Linked DNA regions of Sus scrofa: region 2 is linked to region 1. A link is a contact called in public HiChIP or PLAC-seq data. All regions are on one chromosome and are shown on one strand. The core of a region is the stretch at or near the end of the contact, and the rest is flanking DNA. Distances in the headings are between cores, read along the strand shown. Region 1 holds the start of NRIP1 (nuclear receptor-interacting protein 1). Region 2 overlaps LOC106505836 (a long non-coding RNA gene).

What was found. HiChIP or PLAC-seq counts read pairs in DNA pulled down with a chosen protein or histone mark.
Region 2: a contact with region 1 is called in an H3K27ac HiChIP or PLAC-seq map of alveolar macrophages. The contact joins the enhancer-like site here to the promoter of NRIP1 in region 1. A contact is called at or near these places in 2 of 5 promoter capture datasets (fetal liver and liver), 7 of 47 Hi-C or Micro-C datasets (alveolar macrophages, embryonic fibroblasts, fetal heart ventricle and 3 more) and 2 of 2 datasets of contacts at active chromatin or transcription factors (alveolar macrophages and skeletal muscle).

Annotation. Positions count from the first base shown.
Region 1 is chr13:179,914,555-179,917,682 of Sscrofa11.1, forward strand. NRIP1 (nuclear receptor-interacting protein 1) reads right to left here and starts at 1,672. Exons shown (of 3, transcript XM_021070819.1): 1 at 330-1,672.
Region 2 is chr13:180,321,375-180,324,908 of Sscrofa11.1, forward strand. It overlaps LOC106505836 (a long non-coding RNA gene), which reads left to right. Exons shown (of 4, transcript XR_001300637.2): 3 at 1,661-1,713. Among named protein-coding and RNA genes, the nearest start is that of USP25, 250 kb to the right of the region's middle. Within about 2 kb of position 1,762, at least 2 of the 83 cell types and tissues checked have an H3K27ac peak or open chromatin away from gene starts, as enhancers often do. A contact at or near this core is called in alveolar macrophages, where this site is marked.

The sequences.
Region 1 (3,128 bases), core at 422-2,921:
GCTCGTCCCAGGGGCCCGGGGCATCGAGCTCATTCCACAGGGCAAATGCTCGCCTTGGGGGGCACAGCCCGGGGACCCGAACGCCCGGGGTCCCCTCCTGGGTGCTGACGCCTCAGGAGCCCCCTCCTTCCATTTCACCCCAGGACACGCGTCCCCTTGGCCCCTTCTCGCCACCCCCAACTTCCACCACCTTGTAATCTGTGTGTCTTGCTTTAATCTTGGGGGACAGGGGCACTAACTGCAGGTCACTTGGACCCCACGCCCAGCACGTAGGAGGCACCCAGGGATTAAATGCGGAGTGACTCCCAGAGGAAAACTGGGAAGGAGACCTGAGGAGTGCTCCGTTCGGCTCCCCAGACGGACGGAGGACCCAGGAGCAGGGTTTTTCTTCAGCTGCTTTGTCACTGCGAAGTCTCCAGCGGAGTCCGTCAGCGAATCTACATCATCCCCGGGAAGAATCTGACCCGACCAGACAAGGCAAAAGGCACAGGGCTGCCACTTCTTCAGCAGCTCTCCCTGGTTCAAGCTCCGAATAAGAAATAACAATTACATCACGAGGCTGGGGCGGCAGCGCGGTGGAGCCTCTTGGTTTCCTGCAGCCAGATCTCGCTGAACCCGCCTCTAAATTGAGGGGGATAAGGATTGGTGAAGAGAGAAAGTGGAGGGAGGAGAGAGTCATACGAAACCGTAATTTCCCCTTTCTCCCTGTATTTGCTGTTTTAAAATCTTATCCTCAGCGCTCCCCAGACATCTAACTAGAACTATTAACACCCCCTCAACACCTCCCCAGATGTCAGGTTTCTTTTTGACTACTAGCATCTAGCATTTAGTAACTCGCCATGAAAAACAAAATTACCGGGGGAAATGAGTACCGTTGCTGAAATTGTTTTTGCTTGCTCCGAAACGCTAAAGTGCAGCTTAGCCTCCCTTTAAACTCCGAAATGGCATGCCTGTTTTAAAACACTTATTACACAAAACAAGTGAGTGGATGAGGCATTCCATTCTTCTATGTAGGAAACCTTGTGAATTCCATAGCATTTGAAAATAGAGTTGCTGGTGCACTTAAAAAAAAGAACTATCCAAGTCATAAACAGTATTCTATGCCTGTTATGTAATGGCTGTGCTGTGCATTTAAAATGTCATTTAACCTTTACAAATATGAATGAGAGTTCTGGAATACCTTCACAATCTGAAAAGTGAAAGCAATTTTTCAAATTAATTCTTAAATCCAGCCCGTAGCACAGTGCTGGGTACATGGTAGGTTTATTTTGCTCCATGGTGATACTGCATTTTAGAACAATTCTTTTACATCACTCTGGTGGTTGATTCAACTGTGCAGTCTGTCGCCCTCTTATACAGTTTAGACCTCTTATGATAGTTTGTTATTTGCATATACCACTGTTTGAAATCTGTTCAAGACAACTTGGTAAAGTCTGCTGTTCTATAGCATAACATTAACCCAGGATTGATGCAAAGCCAAGTCTTCCAATTAAGTGATGATCAGCATAATTGGAGCTTGGCTCTTTAAGGAGTCAAACTTGTTTAAAAATAAAAAAAGTCAAACTTGTTTTAACTCTTGTACAAATGTTTTCTATGTATTATAAATATTTCTGTTTTCTAAAACAGTTTGGCTTTTTGTCGAAATTCTGGGTTAATTTTATTTAAAGTGTTTATTATATAGTAGGTTATAGTGGATTTAGCAACTACGTCCAGTTCCTGTTCTTTATCAGGCTTCTTCCAAGGTGTTAAGGCTGCTCCCAGGAGGTATATAAGCCATCAGTCTCTGCCCTGAAAGACTCTGGGATACTGGGACTGAGTGATTATCTCTGCCCGTTGTAGTTTCTCTCCCCCTTCTCTAACTGACAATCTGGTGTCTTTTCTCTCTTTTGCCAGCATGCCTGCCTCCAACATTCTCCTCCTCTTCTGATTGGCAGCTGCTAGTCTGGTGAGGTCTGAGAATCCAGATAGCCTCACTTGTCACAATACAGTCTAAAGTAAAACTGAGTGGGTTCCCTGGAAGGAACTAATGTGCTCACCAAGGAGTAAAGCACATGAACCTTAGTGCATAGATTCTGTGACACATTTGGACCGCTCAACTGTTGCTCTGAAAATATTCTTTTTGCTTCTTAGCAAGAGTTTTAGATGATTGCAGTTGGTAGATAAACAACTTCCTAAGTCAGGTTATATCAAGTTTTGGTCTTGCCCTCCAACACTAGTGTTAAAAAAGTCTGCTGCAATATGTTAGGTGACTTAACAAAGCTGCTCACCTCATTATTAAGCTCTCTTCTCAACCTCACAGAACTCCAATCATTGAAATCCTGAACTCTTTTTGGTAGTGCATTAGTGTTAAGTAAATTGCACACCTTTTGCAGAATTCATTTTTACTTAATCATTCTAATTGTGTTGGGGCTATTTTGTTGTTCTTTGTTTTTTTTTTTTTTTTTTGAAAAAATCAATACCTAAGTTTCCTGGCTAAGAGAGTCATTGCAAGGATACTGGGGCATATATGTAATATAAGAATGCCTATTCAGTAATTTGTGTAGTGAAGACAACTCTCATATAACCAATCGTGATGTGAAAAAGACACCCTTGAGCTTATATACTTAAACACACAAGTAGGTTTACAAACCCTGGGGTTCCTGTGGGCTCAGAGACTTACAGTTCGGGCTCAATATGTTCATCCCCCACAAAGAAGGCATCTGGGAGAGGCGTGCTTATGATGTGCTCCCTGAGTCTGTCCTGCTAGAGCATTGTTCACACCAGTTGGTGACAGGATGTTTAACCATTCTAAGTTCAAGTACTACAGCCCCAGGGGCCATATCCCTCTCGTTCACATTTGGGTACCTCCATCACTTATCCCTGGCACACTGTGTGTGCCAGCGGTAGCCATCCGGTAGATATTGGACAAGATACTGTCATAGCCACAGGACAGAGTCTTTAATTCTACTTGGGGTTCAGGTGTGGGGTAAGGCAATTCAGGGAAAGTTTTACAGAGAACAGAGTGCTTCAGCTGGCCATTCATAGGTAAGAAGAATTTGCCAAGTAGGCAAAGTGGAAAGCGGTTCTCAGAAAAGGAAAAGACTCTTTAAGTAGCAAAGTGTGAAGAAAACAAAAATGGACATTGAGAA
Region 2 (3,534 bases), core at 512-3,011, 410 kb after region 1:
GTTATTAAATCTCAATTTTAAAAAAATTCAATTACTGTTAAACATATATAAAAAAAATACAGGGAGTTCCTGTTGTGGCTCAGCATGAACGAACCCAACTAGCCTCCATGAAGATGTAGGTTCGAACCCTGGCCTCACTCTGGGTTAAGGATCTGGCGTTGCCATGAGCTGTGGTACAGGCCAGAAGCTACAGCTCTGATTCAACACCTAGCCTGGGACCTTCCATATATCGTGGGTGTGGCCCTAAAAAGACTATAAATAAATAAATAAATAAATAAATAAATAAATAAATAAAATCTATGCTACATATACAGTCAAGCTCCTGATAACCCAGCCTAGCAGCCCATCTATTAGATGATCAGATTATTGGGCTTGATGAAGATCTCTTCTGATGGAATGTGGACCATAGGGTATTCGAAAGTAAACATACACTCAAATAGCTTTGCTGGACTTGCCAAATAGCTTCCAGAGCTGGGGAAAGGGGGTCCCATGGAAGTCTCTTTTTCATAAGGCAGACCAGCAGCATTAGGGCAGAATGTAAACACTAAGTCACAGAACCCATTTTTCCCTCACCGTGATCAACCAGATTTTGCTGTAGGGTAGCAAATAACTTCAGGATTCAGGGGGAGAAGCCAAACAGCTGTCACTACCTTGAAAAAATGGAAGTCAGAAAAAGCATTCAGCAATGTCACACTGCCATGGGCACGTTAGAAGCTGCCCCAAGGACCTCATCTTCTTCTTCATTCTCAGCAAAGGAAATAAAATATCATTGGTGAACAGGGAACTTCCCTGATTTCACCATTATCTTCTCATTTCCAAGGTGCATCATGTCTTTTCTTAAAGTGCTGAAAAATGTCTAGTGATATCTAGAAATAGTTACTTCTTCCTTGCACAAAGAATTGTGCCCTTTGGAAAACTTCATTCATTTTTTCTGAATTACTATTTGCAGGGCAATTTGACATTTTAGGACAAAAAAATAAAAACAGATCATGTATCAAGTTTAGTCTTCGTGAAATTATCCTAATACCTGTAAGAAGTATATGTCTTTGGCTAAAAATCATGATAATAATTAATGATAAATATAACATGTTGTTGAATACATGGCACATAATTGGAAGGAACCATAGGTAAGTGTGGAGGATAAACAGAAACAGACTGGTATTCAGAATTAACTGGCTCTAATCCATCCAGCTATGTGTCCTTAAATAAATCACTTAATTGTTCTCTGCCATAGGTGTCTTACATATAAAATGGTAGTAGTTGCCAGAGTCTGACCTACCTTAAAGTGTTGATACATTTAAAATATTGTGAGTATAAGTTTGGGAAACTTTAAGGCACCAAATTGGTTAGATATTATTATCATTAGAAATTAGAAAAAATAAGATTATCTTCAGATACACCTTTAGACTTTATATATTCATTGTTTTTCTTGGTTTGGAGTACTTAGTGTTTTTCTGAAATGAGCTTTCTAGCGCATTGGTTCTCAGGAATGACAATGTACTAGAGTGTTGTTTTTGTTTTCGTTTATGTCAAACTTTTGAGACTTCATAGATTTGTGAGTTCGCTGGGTCACCACGACCTGTGCAAGACGGCGCTGCATTTGTAACAGGTGGCCTGACTGCTTTCCTACAGGAAATATTTTTCTGCTGTTGTTTTTCAGCGCTTTACAGACCCGGCCCTAGACATCTTGCTAACCATCGCCATTCATCCCAGGTGAGCCCTGGTCTTTGCACAGGTACACCACCGCCCTCTGCTGGATAGACTACGCAGGTAGTCTCAGAGTCCTTGCTCAAGTATGTACTCCTCACGGGTGTCGTCAGAACTTAGTGTCCATGTACCATTCTCCTTAGGGGTTTGGTGAAGCTCATAATTACGGAGGTTTGGGTAGGTAAGACAGATATTTGAGTAACACAATAAACGAGCATCTGACTTTAACTTGGGAGTAAACTTCGACAACACTTTACAAACTCATGTTCGTGTTGTAGCACACCTCTGCCTTTCAGTAGATTGGGCATCCTTTGCCGGGCATCCTAACACCCTCAAGTCAGAAAACTACTTTACCTCACATGAATTAGAAGAGACTGTCTCTAACAATTTAGAATGATCTTCCAGTGAGGTGCAGCTTCTCCTGAGTTAATGAGACAACTGACTGGTAGGCTATAGGCTCAGTTATTGTTCTCAAATATTTCTTGAAAACCTACTGTGCACTCAGAAATCTTTTAAGCGCCAGAGATACAATAACCCATAAAATATTTTATGAAGTTATTATCAGTCACCTTGTATGTATATCTGATCCTCTGTAATAGAAGTTCTAATAAGAATTCAACTAGAGGCACCAGCCATACTGGTTTGCCAGGATGGAAAACTTTCTGAGGATGCAGGATCTTCGGAGCTTAAACAGACCCTAGACAAACTGGAATGAGTTGTTTACTGTACGTACATCTCCCAGCATAGATGATTATAACTTGCAGTGGTATTTATTGAAAAATAACCTTTCAATAGCATTGGGTTCATCACTAATACTATTATTCTGAACAGTTTCTTCTCATTTAATACTTCTTGTCACTTCTGCACATTCTCCTTATGAATCAATCTATTGAATTGCCTTTTACAAAGCATTTTCTTACATAGAAAAGATGCTGAGCAAACCTAAAAATCACAAATACAGATTTGCACTATGAAAGCCAAGGAAAATAAACACCAGAAAAGCCAAGTTCAGCCTTGTAAGATGCAGAAAAAGCTTAGGTCATGTAGGATGAAAGACTTTAGAACAAAAAAAGGAAATGAAAACCAAATAGATATTAATGAAATCTATGAGAAAGGCAAACTATTCAGTATCCAAGTAATTTTTAAAAATCGTAAAAGCATAGAACTGAAAAGATCTAAAATTCACCCAGCTTTTCCTGCCCAAACAAAATGTTCTCTTGTGGCTTAGCAGGTTAAGGATCTAGCATTGTCACTGCTGTATCTCAGGTCACTACTGTGGCTCAGATTCGACCGCTTACCTGAAAACTTCCACATGTGAATGCAGCCAAAAAGAAAAGTCTCTTCTAGATTTTCATGTCATTTATCTTCTAATATACTATTCCAAAAAATTTAGTCTATATTTCTCACTGATGAAAGTTACCTGTGTTTTATTTAAATACGATTTTAATTCTTATCATTTTGCTTTGGGATTAAAAAAAAAATCTTCATACTTCCATGCGCTGCAAGGACTGAAAATAAGTTTTAATATTATTTGCTGTCGGGACATCCCCTAAAACTGGGAGGACCTTGAATGGCCTAGCTGCAACTTGTCCCCCGCCCCCGCCACATTCTCTGCTCCTGTGGATAAGGTCACCTAGTCAAACAACAGTTTCTGGTTGAGGGGACCAGTCACAGGTTCTGCCTATCCCTGAGCACCAGGTTTCAGTTCCCTGCCAAAATGTGGATTGTTCCAATAAGCCAATTACATCCTCCTGTGGGAAACAGAGTACCTCACTCTCTGGATACTACAAAGCTTGCCTCTCACAGTTTCTGGTTGATCACTCTGCT